2 separate regions of the Salmo salar genome follow, and region 2 is linked to region 1. A link is a contact called in public Hi-C data. All regions are on one chromosome and are shown on one strand. The core of a region is the stretch at or near the end of the contact, and the rest is flanking DNA. Distances in the headings are between cores, read along the strand shown. Region 1 overlaps LOC106561710 (cadherin-related family member 3). Region 2 holds the start of LOC106561703 (HMG box-containing protein 1).

Region 1 (3,606 bases), core at 286-2,785:
CACCTCCAAAGAGGGAAATATTAATGGTAAGAGTCTACCTACAGTCTGGCTACAGTCTACCTACAGTCTGGCTACAGTCTACCTACAGTCTGTTAAAGTGCCGCTGTGTTCTAGGACCTCGATTCAATTGTTGGTGACTGTCCTCTCTATATACACGCTCTCTCTATTCCAGGAAGTGATCAAGATCAACACTGTATTTGATGGAGAGGAAGTTGATCCTGGTAAGTTTCTCTCATTTCCTGTTATTTGTTCTGAGATTATATAAAACCTAATTCTGACCTTTAGCATTTAAAAAAAAAAATGTAAACATTTTTTTTACATTTTTCAGTCACAGGGAGGGTGTACGAGTACAACAGTAAGTCTGGAGCCAGACGCTGGAAGGACGTTACCACTGTGTCTGAGTCTGTCCCTATGATACAGCCAGAGAGCAGCAGCATGGTCAGGAGTGGGAGGGCTAGCACTGGCCAATCAAAAATGAGGAGTGAGGGAGTAGGCAGGGCCACAGAGGATAGAGGATCTCCCTGGTCCAGTCAGAGCAGACAAACGTCTGGATAGTCTGCAAGGTCTGCTCGGTCTGCTCTTTCAGAAGGAGGCGTAAAGTTAGATATGGTACCCATGACAACTAGGGGAAGGCCCAACATGTCTGAATTCTGATTCCTCACTGACATATAATACATTACTTGTGTGTTTAGACATTTTTCAAATCATTATTATAGGATTTAAGTTTTGGGAAAATTGTTTAGCCTTTACAACAGTTGTGTAAACGTTTGTACAGATAATGTACGTGCAGAGATACTCAAATATGTTGTACATTAGTACAAGCTGGGTCGGGTCATAATATGACTTGGTAACAGCTTTGTAAATCAAAATAACAGACAAATAAATATAACCTGTCAACGCTTATCTAGATCAAAACTGCTCTGGTGTTGCTATGTTACACAGACCGTTGAGGCACAGACCGTTGCCGTCATTCATCAAAGTCAAGTGTAACCAACTGTCCTACTGATGATTCACTAATCCTGCCACCCTTCTACCATAACTGTGTCTTTTGGTACGTTTTGAAATGCTCAGAAAAAAAGTATATTCACACAGAAAATAATCAAATAACATTTTCATAATTGCAAAGAAAGTTGCTATAGACTATAATCAACTTTTTCAATGTTAAAAGACCGGTCCTGTACAGGACATCAACTAACAGTTGGGCACTACAGTCAGACGCTTCATCATTGGTCAGGGCCTTTTCACGCAGGGAAGTTCTCAGCAGTCATATGAATGACACAGTTGGTCTTCAGACACTCCTGGGAAGAGAAGAGAAGGGAAGGGAAGAGAAGGGAAGAGAAGAGAAGGGAAGGGAAGAGAAGAGAAGGGAAGGGAAGAGAAGAGAAGAGAAGGGAAGGGAAGAGAAGGGAAGGGAAGGGAAGAGAAGAGAAGGGAAGGGAAGAGAAGAGAAGAGAAGAGAAGAGAAGGGAAGGGAAGAGAAGACAAGGGAAGGGAAGAGAAGGGAAGCATTCGTGATGATTTAAGTCACAGGGAGTAGACAAGCAAACGACACCTTCCACATTGCAGCTGACTTTGAAGTCGAGTCAAGACTGACTGATCTACAAATAAATCACCTTGTATCATAAATATCTACTCAATATCATTTTTTTTAGATCAGGTCAGTCACAATTTACCCATGATACATCCTGATTTAGGATCAGTTTAACCAGCACCCTGTGACTGAGTACTGGGTTGCTGTGTGTGGTAGAGGGGAGATAGACTGGCCCTATATTTGTTTGTGCTGTCAGTAAATTACCATATGAGTTGGCAAAACAGCACAAACAAATCTAGAACCAGTCTAGAGGACAGAGCATGTGACAAAGCAAAAAAATGTTATGTGTTTGAGAGAAGGGAGTTGACTAAAGTCAACACACAGCTTCACACAGGAATGTAAACAGCCTGTCTCCTTACTACTGTAACCAGCTTGATGTGCCTCTATTATAGCCTAAAAAGGAATTGAATTGGGTACAGTCTCACTTATCTCTAATATTCACAAGAATACACCAAAGACGTCATAGATTTCATCAAGGCAATTCATTGGCTGGGATTGTCCTGAGAGAGAAAAAACCCCACTATACTAATATCTAATACATTCAGTATTGTACATGAAAGAATATTCTAAATGACCAAAGCATATTACATGTCAGTGGATGGACAGAAAGCAACATTGTGATTAAAAGCTAAAGTTTGAAGGAAACTGACATAGTAATAGAATAATAACTATTTACAGACACAAAACAAAAAGTTAATGTGACAAGAACAACTGTCAAAAGGCGTACAAGAGCAACTCAGAGGAAGTTAAAAAGGTTTGTTCCTGCAAGGGCACCATACCACCTCTCCTCTGCGGGCACTGTTGCTGATTAGGGCATCAGTGGATGGCGAAGGGGGGTTCATATAAGGTCTGGCACCTGCCTGCGCTCAATCCCTAGGCTCTGGAGCTGGGCAGTCTGTCTCTGTCGTGCCATGGGGTCTCTTTATCGGGGACCCAGGTGTTGCCCACCCACAGAACGACATTCAAGGAACCACAGATCTGAGACACAGAGAGAGAGAGACAAAGAGACAAGAGAGAGAGAGAGAGAGAGAGAGAGAGAGAGAGAGAGAGAGAGAGAGAGAGAGAGAGAGAGAGAGACACAGACAGACAGACAGAGGCTTTTTCTCAATTTCATAGAAATCTGTTCTCTCCTTGGCTCCGCCTCTTCATCTGCACTGACCCGGAAAAGATTGACGTGTGAAAACAATATGGTGGAAGCTCATCATTAGGCTGTCTTTCACTTGATCATTTTATTTTAGATCAGTGGGGAAAAGGAGAGAGAAAAAAAACATGACTGAGAAAAGACATTATCTCACCAGACATGTTGAGACCATGCCCTGTGCCTTTCAGCCCTGTGCCTTTCGGCCCTGTGCCAGGGTACACTCTGTAGTCCCCTGGCCCACGACGATGCACTCTTCAACCACAGGATGGCAAAGAGCACGATCACCACAATGTTCTGCCAGAATGGAAGGAAGGAGACACACACACACAAGGAGGAGCTGGGGGACGACAACATTTAAGAGTCAGGGTCTCTCTAGCGGCCTGGAGCCAGCCCTGGTCTGCTGTTTCCAACTATTTATGTGTCTTAATGAATAAATACTCAGAAGCTTTGCCATCAGCAGACCATGCAGTAGCCTGATTCCAATAGGTATTACCAGTGTGACAACTATATGCACACAATGACTAGTACTATCTAGTGTGGTTGACTTACCTACCGTAGTAAAATGCACTGACTATAAGTCTCTCTGGATAAGAGTGTCTGCTAAATGACCACAATGTAAATGTATTAGCGTGATGGTATTATTTCATCCCAGAGTGGTGTGTTCATGTAACTCACATAGACCAGCAGTCCCCATACGGTACGGTCCCCATACGGTACAGTCCCCATACAGAACAGTAAAGTCCCCATACAGTACAGTACAGTCCCCATACGGTACAGTACAGTCCCTATACGGTACAGTCCCCATACAGTACAGTACAGTACAGTCCCCATACGGTACCGTCCCCATACGGTACAGTCCCCATACGGTACGGTC
Region 2 (3,606 bases), core at 441-2,940, 49 kb after region 1:
GGCCCTTTCCTGTTTCAGCATGACAATACTCCCGTGCACAAAGCGAGGTCCATACAGAAATGGTTTGTCAAGATCGGTGTGGAAGAACTTGACTGGTCTGCACAGAGCCCTGACCTCAACTCCATCGAACACCTTTGGGATTAATTGGAACGACAACTGCGAGCCAGGCCTAATCGCCCAACATCAGTGCCCGACCTCATTAATGCTCTTGTGGCTGAATGGAAGCTAGTCCCCACAGCAATGTTCCAACATCTAGTGGAAAGCCTTCCCAGAAGAGTGGAGGCTATTATAGCAGCAAAGGGGGGACCAAGTCCATATTAATGCCCATGATTTTGGAATGAGATGTTCGACAAGCAGGTGTCCACGTACTTTTTGCCATGTAGTCTATTTCCATGTGTTTCTCATCTTAAATGTACATTTTTAAATATTAAATTCAACTGTTCTCATGTGCCAGTGAAACATAATAATATGAAGTTTTAGCAATGACGTCAAAGGATATTGATAATGTGTTTCCCAAATGTCATCCTATTCCCTACTATGGGCCCTGATCAAAGGTAGTGCACTATATAGGGAATTGGGTGCCATTCGCGACACAGGCATTATTTTATGTATTGCTGTCTACCTCTACATGATAAATTACAAACAACCTGTACCTTTAAGAAGTAGTTCACAATTGACCCCTGCTCTCTCAATAGCAACCCTTCTATCTCTCAATAGCAACTTCTCTCTCCCTCTCTCTCTCTCTTAATAGCAACCTCTCTCTCTTGCTCTCTCTCTCTCTCAATAGCAACTTCTCTCTCTCTTTCTCTCTCTCTCAATACCAACCTCTCCCCCTCTCTCTCTTTCTCAATAGCAACCTCCAGTGGTTGAATTTTCCATTGTTTGCTTTCCATTGTGTTTTTGGTTCCCTTAGTCTGTGAACAAAATGTAACAAAATGTAACTTGGCTTATACAGGAGGTATTATACAATGAATTTTTTTGGCAGTGCGGTTTTGTGAATAAGGTTCACAACAGACTGGAACTGTGGATATATCTGAGGAGGAAATCCAGTATTATTGGCTGTTGTTGGTTATATCTCACTTTTCATTACAATAAAGAACAGTTTTGTATTAAGAAGCTGCTACGCTTATTTCCTTTAGACACTAACTTCACTCAAGGTGAAAATATTGATAATGAAAATCTCTATTATTATGCATCTATATGTTGCATCTGTGTGTTGCAACTGCTATGGTGAGCATCAACGGGTGCACAACTGGGTCCCACTTTACATGGACAAGTCTAGGTAGGTACAGTGTGTACTGCGGTTGATTGTGATGAATTGTTACATAATGTAAAACTGTTCAGTTGTACAGTATGTCACATTATGTAACTGTAATTATCTGTACCTGACCATGTAATAATGTAAATATTTATTATTTGGATCTCTCCACTATAACATGGACAAGGCTTTGTCAAATGAACTCAGACAACGTTGATATTACATTGTTATTCGACAAGTATAATATAAGGGATTGATGCGAGTTTCAATAACAAAGGAATATCTCGTCTTCTACTTGTTATGACCAATGAGCTGTTCCTGTGAAATAACGGACGTACACATTCAGCCAATGGGCGTTTGATCAACAAACCAAACCATGCCCATTTACAGTACCCTCAAGAACTCACCAATCACGACTAGAGATTCGCTTTACTGACGTTATTATCTTCCAATAGGTGACCGTGTTTGGAAGTATTCGTTCCCACCCCTTCAGTAATTGCCAGAGAGTTACTTGATGGCGACATGTTTGGTGAGTTAATAGATTTCTCAGAAACAAAAGACTAACTCATCTAGAAAAATAAGCAGTGTAATGTAATTTATTCGGCGCATGTCGTTTTGTGTAAATTAACGGTTTTCATTCAACCGTTCGATGTCGAATGACAACTTATTCTACACACATTTTTTTCATTGTGACGTTTGTTGTTTTGGTTGTAACATTAGCATGCTAGGCTAACAGCTTGTTAGCTATTCGTCAAGATAGTGACAAAAAAAAACTAAACAAACAAAAACAGACCACTTCCAAAGTAGAGAGACTAATGTGGAGGAAAAAAATGGTTTTGGTTTAAAAAAAAATCGAACTTACATCTTGTATCGTTTTCGCTTCATTCATTTGATAATTTCGTACACTGGGGCGAGAGCGTTGTCGTGTCTGAACTTGTTGACATTCTTTTGTTTACAAGTGAGCTTGTTCCTTTCTAGCTAACGTTAGCTGTCAGGCAGGCAAAGCCCCTCTTGACAGTGCTCAAAACAGCAAGAGAGACACCGTTTACAATGAAAGTACATTGGACAACGATCTGTTTTCACATTTCAAAGTGTCATCTAGATAGTTTTCCAGGAATCAAAATGTCAATAAATATATCGCGCATTATTTGTGATCGGGCCATTCATTCGCATGCTAGATCTAGTCTCAACGTTACAAATAGGATAGACAATTTAGGTCTAAACAATAACAATTACAAATTGGCTAAGTACCATTTAGCCATTTCTAGCTAAGGTGACGATGTAGCAGAAAGCGTCTTTGTAAAGTCTTCAGCACCTTCTATGTGATACAAATGTAACGCTAGCAGTTACATAATTCAAATGACGTTGTAATTGTTAACGTTTCAATTCCATCACAAATCTATTTAAACTATTAATTGTGACAGTGTTTTTTGTCCGAATGATACGTCCGTACAAACATTACACAACATAAGTGTTATTGACAATTGTTACGCAGTTATGAATGAATGAGCTCTGTTGCGCATGCGCGAACTTACCAAAGTTTATAAACAAGCCGGGACTGCATGCCATTGCTGCATGCATATGGGTCACATGACAGCTCTTTATGTAGTCCACGCAGACAATGGACTTTATTATTGAAATCATCCCCAATTAAATTATTTTGCCTGCAAATTAGATAAAAAAAATTGTATGACCATATGCCATGAATGTTGCAGTAGAAATATATAAACATTTAACCAATGCATTTTCTTTGATTCATCTCCTATAAATATTCAATGCAAATATACACTATATAAGCCTAGCGTTTAAATAGGCACCTAATTAAAAAGACAAATAATGTAAGCGTATGTTTTCCCCATTTTGTATATTTTACACGCATGCCTGTTTTGGTCAGATTGTGATATTGTAATTTATCATTGTGTCTCCCGTGTTTACAGTTCAGCGAGACATGGTGTAATATGTTGTGGTGAGTTTTGACTGAACGAGTAGAGGAACCACAGATGGATGCTAGTAGAATGGAGGACTCATTTGATCATCTGAAGGCTCTGCCCTCCTCACATGACTGTCCCCCCACTCCCATGGAGTATGGTAAATATCTGTTCTAATGTAGTAGCCATGTAATATGCCTTTGTAAAAATATATATATTAACTTTTTTTTTTTTTTAAATGTAACCTTTATTTAACTAGGCAAGTCAGTTAAGAACAAATTGTTATTTACAATGATGACCCACACTGGCCAAACTTGGGCAACGCTGGGCCAATTGTGCACCGCCCTATGGGACTCCCAATCATGGCCGTTTGTGTTACAGCCTGAATCGAACCAGGGTGTCTGTAGTGACACCTCAGGC

Evidence for each region. Hi-C and Micro-C count contacts between places; a contact is called where the count stands out from the background.
Region 2: a Hi-C map of gill shows a contact between it and region 1, with 2.9 times the contacts expected there. The contact joins the promoter of LOC106561703 here to the enhancer-like site in region 1. A contact is called at or near these places in 2 of 3 Hi-C or Micro-C datasets (gill and muscle).

Annotation. Positions count from the first base shown.
Region 1 is chrssa10:118,198,671-118,202,276 of Ssal_v3.1, forward strand. It overlaps LOC106561710 (cadherin-related family member 3), which reads left to right. Exons shown (of 19, transcript XM_045688762.1): 17 at 1-28; 18 at 31-221; 19 at 329-1,377. The coding sequence ends at 555. Among protein-coding and RNA genes, the nearest start is that of LOC106561710, 13 kb to the left of the region's middle. Within about 2 kb of position 1,536, at least 6 of the 13 cell types and tissues checked have an H3K27ac peak or open chromatin away from gene starts, as enhancers often do. A contact at or near this core is called in gill, where this site is marked.
Region 2 is chrssa10:118,247,613-118,251,218 of Ssal_v3.1, forward strand. LOC106561703 (HMG box-containing protein 1) reads left to right here and starts at 1,691. Exons shown (of 11, transcript XM_045688499.1): 1 at 1,691-1,787; 2 at 3,196-3,346. The coding sequence starts at 3,259.